Linked DNA regions of Mus musculus: all the other regions are linked to region 1. The links are chromatin contacts, called in public promoter capture Hi-C maps. All regions are on one chromosome and are shown on one strand. The core of a region is the stretch at or near the end of the contact, and the rest is flanking DNA. Distances in the headings are between cores, read along the strand shown. Region 1 overlaps Gm33671 (a long non-coding RNA gene). Region 2 overlaps Ahi1 (Abelson helper integration site 1). Region 3 overlaps Hbs1l (Hbs1-like (S. cerevisiae)). Region 4 overlaps Ahi1 (Abelson helper integration site 1).

What was found. Promoter capture Hi-C pulls out the DNA fragments that hold promoters and counts their contacts.
Region 2: a contact with region 1 is called in a promoter capture Hi-C map of the HPC-7 cell line. The contact joins two enhancer-like sites. A contact is called at or near these places in 8 of 39 promoter capture datasets (3T3-L1-derived adipocytes, the C10 cell line, the HPC-7 cell line and 5 more), 2 of 115 datasets of contacts at active chromatin or transcription factors (CD8 T cells and embryonic stem cells) and 1 of 9 other capture datasets (embryonic stem cells).
Region 3: a promoter capture Hi-C map of the HPC-7 cell line shows a contact between it and region 1, with 4 times the contacts expected there. The contact joins two enhancer-like sites. A contact is called at or near these places in 8 of 39 promoter capture datasets (the 3T3-L1 cell line, the C10 cell line, the HPC-7 cell line and 4 more).
Region 4: a promoter capture Hi-C map of the HPC-7 cell line shows a contact between it and region 1. The contact joins two enhancer-like sites. A contact is called at or near these places in 6 of 39 promoter capture datasets (the C10 cell line, the HPC-7 cell line, embryonic stem cells and 2 more), 1 of 115 datasets of contacts at active chromatin or transcription factors (CD8 T cells) and 1 of 9 other capture datasets (adipose tissue).

Annotation. Positions count from the first base shown.
Region 1 is chr10:21,227,319-21,230,074 of GRCm38.p6, forward strand. It overlaps Gm33671 (a long non-coding RNA gene), which reads left to right. Exons shown (of 4, transcript XR_380153.2): 4 at 1-1,140. Gm33728 (a long non-coding RNA gene) reads right to left here. Exons shown (of 4, transcript XR_380155.3): 4 at 1,132-1,720. Among named protein-coding and RNA genes, the nearest start is that of Gm33671, 12 kb to the left of the region's middle. Within about 2 kb of position 1,398, at least 22 of the 459 cell types and tissues checked have an H3K27ac peak or open chromatin away from gene starts, as enhancers often do. A contact at or near this core is called in the HPC-7 cell line, where this site is marked.
Region 2 is chr10:21,007,136-21,010,177 of GRCm38.p6, forward strand. It overlaps Ahi1 (Abelson helper integration site 1), which reads left to right. Exons shown (of 24, transcript NM_026203.3): 17 at 617-643. Among named protein-coding and RNA genes, the nearest start is that of Gm20149, 35 kb to the right of the region's middle. Within about 2 kb of position 1,341, at least 3 of the 459 cell types and tissues checked have an H3K27ac peak or open chromatin away from gene starts, as enhancers often do. A contact at or near this core is called in the HPC-7 cell line, where this site is marked.
Region 3 is chr10:21,360,386-21,363,501 of GRCm38.p6, forward strand. All of the region lies in intron 15 of Hbs1l (Hbs1-like (S. cerevisiae)), which reads left to right. Among named protein-coding and RNA genes, the nearest start is that of Gm33803, 13 kb to the right of the region's middle. Within about 2 kb of position 1,571, at least 4 of the 459 cell types and tissues checked have an H3K27ac peak or open chromatin away from gene starts, as enhancers often do. A contact at or near this core is called in the HPC-7 cell line, where this site is marked.
Region 4 is chr10:21,026,705-21,029,591 of GRCm38.p6, forward strand. All of the region lies in intron 18 of Ahi1 (Abelson helper integration site 1), which reads left to right. Among named protein-coding and RNA genes, the nearest start is that of Gm20149, 16 kb to the right of the region's middle. Within about 2 kb of position 1,332, at least 51 of the 459 cell types and tissues checked have an H3K27ac peak or open chromatin away from gene starts, as enhancers often do. A contact at or near this core is called in the HPC-7 cell line, where this site is marked.

The sequences.
Region 1 (2,756 bases), core at 148-2,647:
AATTTCGAGTCTACTCAAGGAAATATTTATTCTGTTTTTTTCCCACTAATGTGTCTATTAAGTTTGGACAGTAGACAAAGTTGATTGATATATTTTTCATGGCGTTTGATCAAGATTTGTAGCTAACTCTGGAACGTGGTAGGTCTCCAGGTCACACAACCAGTGTGGTGACAGCAATCATTCCCTACCAACAGTGTTAGAAGACCAGTGCTGTACCTGCATCTTCGCTCTCTGATTATCCATCCTTTGGGGTCCTGAAGCCCTTCCTATACCAACTTCAAGAAAGCTTTTGACCTCTTTTCACAATAGCCTGCTCTTCCATTTTCTGGAGAGATTATAGTATGGCTTAATAGTTTTCTTTGACAGACATCTGAACACTCTCTATCCGACCCAACTTTAAAATAATCAACAGTAACATAATCTTGGAGACTCACCATTTTATACAGAAGCAGGTACATTTGTCGGGAAAAGACTGGATGCAAATTGCCATTTTCTCAGGCTTCCGAGACTTTCTCAGACTTTCCCAGAGTCACCTCCATTTGTCCCCTGTGAGGAGCTCTGCTAAGCTGACAGCACAGTGTGCACTTTCCTGCTTGGAGCAGAGGCGAACACATTGCACACGTCTGGACCGCTGCTCCCTTTTCTGTGGGAAATCGGTGTTTTCCAGGTCTCTCCCTTCTCCCAATTCCGCAGAGCCTTTGCGGTATAACATCAGGGATTTTAGAGCACTCTGCTATGAACTGCAAATGTGCTAGTCCAGGTTCTCATTTGCTTTAGACGTGTTTGTAGAATCTCCTAGGCTAGTTTTAGGGTGCTTCTTCATGGTTTTAGAAATGCCACCCCCACCCCAAATTATGAAGAGTGAGCCAATTTGCTTTGTACCTTTCCCTTTTTGCAACATAGCTTACCTCTAGCCACTGGTGTATTTGTAGACACCTTGGTGTAAAAAGTAAAAGATAGTCCAATTTTTAATTTTTTAAATAACCTATCCAGTTTCTTCAATGCAATAAAGTGAAGAAATCTATTTTTTTCATAGTGAGACTCCACTAGAGACAGAAACTGCATCATGTCATTTCTAAATACATTTGGTTCCATTTTAATTTTTACATTAAAATAAAATAACCTATATATTCCAGCAAAGAAAGACTCATTTGATATTTTTTAAAAGTATTTTACAAGTCATGAGATTAAAAGATCATACACCCACCATGTTGATAAATGTCATTAATAAGATCCAAGTGACGGTGACAGAGACCCTTGATAAATCAAGACATGTTCCTTATCTTGACAGTACAGAAGGAAGTTAGCACAATCAGGATGCCCAGGGAAGAGGCCAGCAGCCTTCCCCAGTAACAGACAGAGGGCAAGCAGATGCGCTCTTGCAGATAGTACATCGAAAAGGGCAGTAGTCACATGAGAGCTCCTGAGAGTTCAACTGACCTCTGAGCTCAGCCTTACAGCCGCACAGCTGGGCACTTCATCTGCAAGCTGCAGGACTGTGTGCCAGAGCAGGCTGCATTACAAGTCTCAGTGCACTTCAAGGAAGCTAGACTACCTGTCACGCACGGTGCAGACTGTGTGGCATAGTCAGGATAGGCATCCCTTCCCGCAGTGACTTCAACACAGCACTGTAGCTTGATTATGCATTTTAAACTAGAGCCGTCAGCGTAGGCTTTGGAAATAATGCTTATGGTTTCTTAGATCATTGGAAAGACTCGAACTGAAAATAAAACAAAAATATAATATTATTATCCCAACAGATCCAAGAAGTGTACTCACTGCTAAATAAATGGAAACTGGCATTATATAAACATTTATGTGTGTTATATATATTACATGTGTACACACATAATACATACATTACACATTTATATATAACACATATTGAAAACACAAATTTTAAAGCAGAACCATGTATGTAATTTACACAGATTAATAAAAGACTCAATAGATTGGCTACAACCACTGAGGCAGGAGTCTGTTAAAATATAAGATTACTACGCAGAATGGGGCTGGAGACAAATCTCAGTGGAGAGGGTTTGCCTAGAACATCCAAGACCTGGGGATCATGGGGCTGACACACTTACACACACACACACACTCACACTCACACCAGAAAATTCAGTATTCTCTATGATGTATATAAAAAATATAAAAGGAAAAAATCCTTCTTTTAAATAGCAGTAATAAAATGAGTATAAAATACTTGGTGCTAAAAGGAACGAATATTAACCTCTATCCTAAGGAAAAGATCAGCAACTTTCCCCTAGGCAGACAAAGATGCCAGGACGACTCAAAATCATTTACAAAAGAACACGTGTCATTTTGAAATTATACAACTTTACATCAACCTAACTAAAATGCTACTAGAATTTTTAATAAAGATAATTCTAAAATTAAAAGAGAAGCCGTGTAAAAGGAATTAGGAAACAGCTGTAGGAAATCACGGTATGTCTCACTATACGTGAAAATACATCAGGTGAGTTTTGAAGATGGCATACAGATCAATCAATTAAATACATTATCTAGAAATCAGCCCTATTCACACATGGATATGAAGACTAAGGTAATTTAAATCTAAAGAGAGGGGCCCACAAGAGTGAGTGCATACCATGTGTGTTCTTTTGTGATTGGGCTACCTCACTCAGGATGATATTTTCTAGTTCCATCCATTTGACTAAGAATTTCATGAAGTCATTGTTTTTAATAGCTGAGTAGTACTCCATTGTGTAAATGTATCACATTTTCTGTATCCA
Region 2 (3,042 bases), core at 91-2,590, 220 kb before region 1:
CGATAAATACTGGCTAATTCTAACTGGAGTTGAATATTTTTATTGTCTCCATAGGAGCAAATTTTCAACTTGTCCATTATTCATTGATATCTACTACTTTTCTTTTCAAAAGTGATCATTGTGGCCTTATCCTGTGGTTTATAAGCAGTCCATTTCTGCTTTTTAAAATGACATGTCACATTCTTTATCATCTATGGTATTGATGAGATTTTTATTAGATAAAAATTGCTAATGTGGAAATTATAGGCACTGATGCCAGTCATAGTAATAACTGTCCTTTAGGCAATTGAGAGCTTATCTTTTTAGACCTGTCTCAGTTGTAGGACAGGATTTATGCCAGGCTTATTGAAGACACAAATCTCCCCTGGAAGAACTGGGCCCTCAGAAGTTTGGGCATTGGCAAGTTGGTCTTGCTACTAAACAGAGTTAAGCCTCTTGAATTTATCCTATTTGCAACTCAGTGGAAACGATGCAGACTGACAATTCAGGGTGACAAGGAAACTCTCAAATGCTAGTTTGGATCATTAGAAGATTGACATCTGAATGTTTTAGAATGAGCAATACTTTATTTAAAGAAAATTATGAATACTTGTTTATTGTATTGTATTTCTTTTAGGAGGTGATACGATCCTGTGCTGCAAAAGTAAGTAGTTGTTATTACCAGGAAGACAACTTTAAAATTAAGTTTCTATTGTGATGTACGAGCAGATTGGATTGCGCCATTGCAGAGGTGACAGCTCCTATAAAAGTTGCCTGATGTGTTCTTTTCTTACTGAGCTTCCATTTTACCAGAATTATAACACTCGGCCCCCAGAATTCATCAAGAAGAGTATTTGCCAAGTAGATTCGAAGTTTTGAAGATTTAAAGTCCTAGCAACTGGGATGTAATTTCAGTGCAGGTCCAGCACATTCGGCATCCTCTTTTAGGCTCTCTATGATATCTACTACATATGATAGCTACTTTAAGCAGTTAAGGAGTCAACAATGCAGTCCCTTACATTGTTCCCTCCTCTCCTGACATTTTATCATTTGCCAAATAGAATTATATATTGCATAGTAAAAGATGAGACATCAGAAGAGAAAGAATTAGGGTGGTTGGAAGATGCCTCCATACAGCACCACTACCGTGGAGTGAGACAGGCATGCCAGGAAGGACCAGACTTCCAATAGGACCATGAGCTATTCAGTATCATCAAGACCCATCGCAGTTTACCTAATTATCACAAGTCAACCGGATATTGATTATAGACAAGGGGAAGGAAGATGGGGAGGGGAAAAGAGAACAAGCTGTATTCGGACTTGGCTGCAGATGTTCAGGAAGCTTGTTCCTGATAGCAGTGACTGTTGTAGTGATTATAGCTCCAAGATTACCGAATCCTCCCAAGTGTGTAATATATATAAAGCTGGTAGCAGTAGCAGTTTTCTGACTAGCTCTGACCTCTCCCTCTCCCTCTCCCTCTCCCTCTCCCTCTCCCTCTCCCTCTCTTTCCCTCTCCTTTTCTCTATCCCTAATGTGTGCAGTTTTCTCTACTAATGTTATTTCAATGTCAGTTGAGTCAGCGACTCTGTATACATTTAACCAGTCATTAGGGAGAATGCCCTATTAACCTGAAAACTCCCTGAGGGTAGTAGGGAGCATCTTTCATCTTTGTATCCCTAGCACTGAACACATGAAGAATGAACCCTCATCAAAACTATAATTACATATTTGAAAATTAAAATTAGGAAAGATTAACATTATTAATGCCTTTTTACACTACTTTAAATAGCTTTTCATTGAGATATAATTTATACACCACAATGCCCTTTTTAATTTATTCTTCTCTCATCCAATGCATCCCTGTGGCAGTTTCCCCTCCCTCCCTCCTCCCAGCTCCTCACCACATCAGCCTTCCCTCCCCTCATACTCATCCCACCTTCATTTCCCTTCAGCAAAGCAATACAGCATAACGAGATACAGTAAGCAAGATAGCTCAGTGAATGAAGGCACCACGTGCTGCAGAAGCCTAAGTGTGACCCACAGCACACATGTAAAGCAGTAACTCTAACAGGCTATCCTCTGGCCTTTACATTCATACAGTGACACATGCATGCCTTCATACATCGTTCACGATAAGACAAAAATGATGCCTAATATAAGTCTGAAAATAAAGTGTATCTAACTGTTTTTAATTATATTCAGCATTATGCAAGTTCCCCACGTAGAAAGTGTCTGTTAACTGCCCTTGCTAATTTATAAACATAACATGTATCCATACAGACTCACGGTAACTGTTCATGTGTTTCCCATAGATTATTTTGCATATGGAATTTTATTAAATAGAGTCAAATATGCTGTCTTTTGGTTTAGGAATCGGGGTTTTTGTTTTATTTTTATAAAATGTTCCCTGAGTAGCCTAGGTTGGCCTCAAACTCACTGTGATCCTTGTATCCCAGTCCCCATGTGCTTGGATCACAGGCATGAACCAGCACACCTAGCTGCAGTATGTGGCCTGTCACGACTGGCATCTCTCCTTTAGAGTCTCACCGCTCCCTGTGGATACTCTGCATCCCCGGGACTCCCTGGTCGGATGTGCCGTGCTTGCAGGTTCCCACCTGCCCTTCAGCTTACCAGCGTTAGAGTTGTTCCTACCTCTTAGTGTCAAGACTAACGTGTTATGACCATGTGTTGGTATGAACAGGATTGGTGTCACCAGTGTTTTCATTTCTCTGGGATTTGTGTGGGAGTGAGAAATTTTTTTGGATCACATGATAATTATTTTTAACATTTTGAGGAATTCTCAAACTCATTTTCAAAATGGACAAAGTATTTTCGAACCCTCCGAGAAAGATGTGAGGGTTCTAGCCTCTCCTTGTCCCCACCAAGACTTGAATTCTTGGCATGTTTTAACATTTCCCTCCCCCGGCTTATGAAGCATGGTACTGTTTCTTTTGACTTGCGTTTCCTGATGGCTAGCGGTGTTGAGCATTTCCAGCATGTGGGTTTTCTACCTACTCTGAGGAAATGTTTGTTGAAATTATTTGCCCATTTGATTTTCATCT
Region 3 (3,116 bases), core at 321-2,820, 130 kb after region 1:
GGAATTTCTTACAGTGTTTCCTATCCTAGAAAGATGTTACTTGTGGATTTCTATGTCGGGTGTCGTTTTCTTCTTGTGGACTTAAGACCACACACTCCGTGTAGTTCTCTGCATTTGTAACTTAAGAGTCAGGCAATTCCTTCCCCATCAGATCAGTGTGCAGATGCTCCTTGACAGCAGAGAGTGAGTGTTTCTCAGTGAGTTTAAGTACTCAGCCTTAAAGTCCCCATCACCACCCTTGTTTTTATAAATTCAGAAAAGCTGTTACTTACATAAGTATGCAGTATTATTACTGACACCTTATTGTAATCTAGGAAGATGTGCAGCCTGGATTTACTAACTATACTGATTTTACTGTTTATTTCGATCTTGAGCCTGGGAACTCTTCCAAGGGAAGACGTAAAGTCCATCAGGAACAGAAATTGATCTTTCAGCTTGCTAAAGCTTTGATGGAGCCAGGAAGAAACTTACATAGGACACTCATATTCACCTTATGTATGATTCTTATTTCTGAATAAATGGACTCATTGTGTTCATTAGGCATTTAAGTACTTTAATAAGCATATTGTATTTTTAATTCATGTTTTAAAAAGTGTTTCACCAAAAGAGTTGTTATAATTGAATATTTCATTGCTAGCCATTTAGGACTCCTGCATCAATCAGCAAATAGGTCACAGTTAATTGCTTTGGAATGAATGAAGCAGATTCCTGGAAAAGGAGGTTATTGGAGGTGTGATTACTCACGGAGTAATTAGTATTTAGCAATGGAGGGAGGGCAAGGCGGCAGTTACTTTGAAGAGTAACACTGTCTTCCTGTCTATAGTTTCTTAAAAGCCAGCATCAGCTGAGGCTTTTCCTCTGTTTTAACAGACTACAGCAGTGGTTCTCACCTCCCTAACACTGCGACCCTTTAATACAGTTCCTCGTGCTGTGTTGAGCCCCACCATAGAATTATTGTTGTTGCTACTTCACACCTGTAATTTTGCTGCTATCATGAATCACCCAGTCAAAGGAGCTACAGTCCACTCCAGAGGAGTCACTCCCCACAGGTTGAGAACCATTACTCTACTGCTTATCACAATAAAGTTGGAATGGGAAAAGTGGTTATACCTACTTGCTGTTGTAGAAGGAAATTAAAATAATGCTTCCTAAACAATTAAACTTTTTTTAGTTAGCACTTAATTCTGCAATAAATACGTATACAGGTATGTGTAAATTTCCCTTAGTTGTTATGGTAAGCTACAGAGGAATTTATAAGATATATTAAATTTAATTTCTATTTTATTTTTGTAGTTATTATATCTAAGAAACTTTGCATTGTTAAGAACACGATTTGGTATACTCTGTATAATTTCGGTATACAGCTGCAATTATATAACCATTACAGCTGTTTAAGAACAAGAACTTTATCTCGGGACTAAAGCCTTGCAGTGCTTGTTCTAAGTATGATTTAAGAGGATAGTCTAGTCAGCAACTGTCTTCTCACTCTCGGTGTCCTGCAGTGTGGGTAACAGTCTTAATTTTGAAGAAATCCAGTTCCTTTTCCTTATCTGTGCCTTTGGTGGCAAGTCCATGGGTTTTCTTTAAGAGCTTTGTGGTTTGTCTTGTGTGTAGTTGGTCGTGTGGTGCTGGGCAGAGAGAGCCTCACGGCCATCCTGTCCTGTACATTTGCTCGTCGGCTTCCTCCCCAGGGAACGGTCTTGGCACCTTTGTTGACTATCAGATGGCCATCTATTTGCTGAGTTTTAAAAGGCTACTTAAGGGAGGCTGTTTATTAGTTACCTAACATGAAAGCTTAGCAAAACACTAGATGATTTTGTTCTCATCACCAGTGAAGCAAAGTCAGTCCCTGATGCCCTTAGGCCGGTCTCTTATAGAATTCAGAAATGCAAAGAATTTTATCAGAACACTAAATGCACACATGCTGTTTAAAACTCGTCATAGGAAGAGGCAAACCCAACACCAGTTGGAAACACATTGCTTCTGCTGTAACTTGTTAAGGTCAGGAGCACATGAAAGACAACAGACGTAATTGCTTGCATAGTTTACAGCAGATTTAGGAGAAGCACTCTGAGTTTTCAGATGGGGGGCGGGGGTTGAGAATTGTGAGTAGAGACTCTGCTCCCGTGTTGGCATTGCCCAGCTTACAGACGAAGTAGACTCTTGTTCAGGTGTCACTAGGTGACTAGGAATAGTCAGGCCAGGACTCGGTCTCTCAATTCGCTTGTTTTCAAATGGATGTCTCACTTATGTCCAACAGCACTTTTGTTTGTTTGTTTTTGTTTTTGTTTTCTTTTTAGCTACTTTTTATACAGGATGCTGTAGAGAGAGAACAAAAATGAAATCTAAGCCCGTGTGTTCGTTCACAGCCCAGTTGTTAGTCCTGGTGTTATTCTAGGGTCTACATACAGCTCAGCAAATGGTGGGAAGACCTCAGGGAGGCTCATGAGGGTCACGTGTGTCTTTTCTTTGGTATTTGGGACGCCATGAAGACCTAGTCATGTGTGAGGTTAGTAGGGAATCTTTGGTCCTGAAGAGACGTCTCTTAGATTCTCATCTTATTTCTCTCTCAGTGGGTAGCACTTTAAGGTCTGTAGCCATTGAGTACTTGGACCTGGTCTCCTCTCTGTAGCATGTGGCGGCTCTGCCTGCTCAGGGTCTCCTTACTTTGGAGTCTTTGTACTTCACATCATCAAGTACCACTGAGAAAGAAAATCGGGTTACCTTTTTTTGGAGTACTAGAGTTTCAGTGCGCCATTATTGCTTTTGATACAAAGGTTCCCAAAATCTAGGCTTGCACATCCACAGCCCCCTGCACAATTTTTATTTCCTTTATTAGCTCTTCTTCCAGGATGGCGGGGGTGGGGGTGGGGGGGAGGGTAAGGACCCACTACCTAGTGCGTGATGTGCAAATCCTCCACCTGTATCCCCGGGTGGCTTCTCTTTCCCACAGTGCAAACTATTGTGGTTAGAGGTTCCAGATATAACATGTCTGTTTCTACAAATGGCCCAAAATGATGCTTACAGAGCACCAAAGTGTGGTGGCTTCCTGCTTCCTGAGAATGTAGTCTTGCCCTCTTCTCAGATGTCAGCATGCCGGCAGCACGCCCTCAGCA
Region 4 (2,887 bases), core at 82-2,581, 200 kb before region 1:
TGGTTACAGGTTCATAGCTTTTATCATAGCAAAGATGACATCCACATGAACGACCTCACACACTCCAAAGGAAAGTCTGTCCCTACATGTTCCTAGACATTTTCCATTGTATGAAAGTTTAACATTTCTAATATATTCTTTTCAAGCTTACCAGTGGCCCTCGCAGCTGCTAATGCCAGTGGCCAGTTCTTCTCCTTATCTTCCTTGACCGATCACCAGCTTTGAATACATCTGGTTACTTCCTAATGCGTGGTTTCCTGGACACCACACTCTGTTGGGTTTTTTCTTATCTTGCGAGTCAGTCCTCTTTCTTTCCTTATGCTAGATGCTTCCTGGTCCCTGACAGGCTTAAATAGACTGTTCCCCCACAGCTCTGCTCTTTCTTCCCCTGCATATGCCAGCATCTTTGGTACTCAGGTAGCAGTGACTGTCTGATGTCTTAGACTTATCCTAGTCATCTTTCCTGAGCTCCAGTTGTGCGCAGTCCATTATTGTAGCCCCTGAGCCTCATGTGAATGTTGAGTACATGAAATATCACTCGTGTGACTTAGGAACTCAAACCTTAATTTTAACACTGTGCATGGCCTGTGGGTACTGTATAGACTTCAGTTCTCTTCTGTCTACTTCTACTCAAGTCTATATCTGATCCCAAGAAAATCATTTGGTAAAGGATTGTTGCTTTAATTGGATGTGAGTAATGCTCTTAATTACAAACTTCCTTAGTTAAGAGTTTAGGATCTTTTATCAACATGACTCTGACACTATTACTAAAAGAAAGCGTTTGTAAATTCTACACTCCGGAGGCAGAGGCAGGAGGATCCGGAGCTAAAGATCAGGAGGGAGTTTGAGGCTAGCTTGGCCAGCAACTTTCACAGAAATTGTGTTTATCTCCTACTTCTATCAGTTAGGTCAGAGCATGAGAGTCTAGTAGCAGTTAGCAGAGAGAATTTAGTCTGTACATAAGCTATGGCCTTGAGTGGTCTTTTTTATATTAGAGATGAAAAGTAATATTTACTTTTCAAATAAAAATATGTAAAGTTCTCTAATTTTCCACTACATTTTAGAAAGGGAAACAAAGCCCTGTGTTCAATGACGCACACTTCAGGAATCTCGTCTGAATTCTTCCTCAAATGATCCATGGGTATTATTTCAAAAGAGAGCTTTGTAGGTGTACTGACTAAAACTGTTAGGCGGCAAAACCTCTTCCGTTCCATCAGCTGAAGCGGAGGACTGAATAATCAATCAGGCCAAAGTGCTCCGTGCCTGTGAGTTAGCACTGTGCCTCCAGGGAGGAAGAGAGGGGACTTTGGTTCACTCAAGGCGGGGTGAGAGGAGCAAGGAGAGGAGGCTCTGGTAAAATGGCTGAGTCATGTTGACATGAGAACAAGACTTTCACTGTCTTAATAGGCTTTCTTCAACCATTGATTGCATTTTACCATCTTTATAGTTTTCAAATGAAGTTGACAACTTCGCATATTTTCACATAATAAGGCATATAAATTAATATTAGAATTCATTTCAAAGTACTCAAATTTAGGACAAGTTGTTCTTTACTTTCTTTTCTGATAATAAACTTACTGCGTGTTTTTTTAAAGAAAATGAGTACAGCCTTGTCCTCAGGCCACTCGTTCACTGCTCGCAGCTCCCATGATGCTTTGCGGTGAGAGCCTCCCCTCCCCTCCCCCCTCCCAGCCTTGTGCAGCCGGCACTGCTAGCATTTCCCACCAGTGTTTGTAGCAACCATTCTGATTCTACAAATGGGAAGGTTTTTTTTTTAAGTATTTTATTTGCTACCTGACTTAGAGTGGGTGCATCTGTAACTAAAGTAGTGAGTGTCTATGATATCATAAAAGTTACTGGTAGTGTTTTCATAAATAATAATTCCTCTTTCCTTTATAAATTCCTGTGACTCAGGGTAATTCTTCATTAGATCTATTACAGGATAAAGCCTGGTTTTAAGCATCTTAAGTTGTATCTACCGGCTGGAGAGATGGCTCAGTGGTTAAGACTGCTCTTCCAAAGGCCCTGAGTTCAAATCCCAGCAACCACATGGTGGCTCACAACCATCTATAATGATAACTGAATCTCTTCTGGAGTGTCTGAAGACAGCTACAGTGTACTTACATATAATAAATAAATAAATCTTAAAAAAAAAAGTTGTATCTACTACGAGCTTTGGGAGGAAGAGAGCTGCCTACATTTTCTCATTTACTCTCCTCAGGCTGAAGAGAGTATCTGTACTGGAATAGTCCCAGGGCTTCCCTGAGAGAACTTAAGAGCTTTTGCATTTTGTGGTTTAGTCAGTTTGGGGTGAGTAGTGAGTGTCTATGATATCATAAAAGTTACTGGTAGTGTTTTCTGAAAATGAATATCCATCACTTATTGAAAGTCGTCAGCTAAAAATGGAGATGAGATTTAGGAGTCTGGCCTTCTGGGAAGGAGAGACCTCAAGATCAAGAAAGTGTAGAGTTGTATTTTCCAGAATTTTGGTGCATTTTCAGGAAGCTTTTTCCTTGAATGAAAACTGAATGAAATGTAAAGAATCACTCTTTATGTTGTTCTTAGTCAGCACCTTGCCTGCCCATCTCAGAGCCAGGGTGATGACACATTCAGAAACTGACAAGGGAGTGCATGAGGTGACTGTCAGCATTTTACAGTCATGTCAGAGGCTCTGTGTTAGGAGTGTCCAGCGAGTGGGCTATGTGCTCATTGCAATGCACTTCTTTCTCTCTGAAAACACTGTCATAAGAAGGAAACCTAAGAATGACTTTTGAACAGTTCTTACCTTTTTTGAAAGTAGTTTCAAAAGCACTATATTTTTGGCAGAAATACTCTAATGAAAACTGTTCCTTGGTTTAGAAAATAATTACTTTTCTTAGATCTAAAA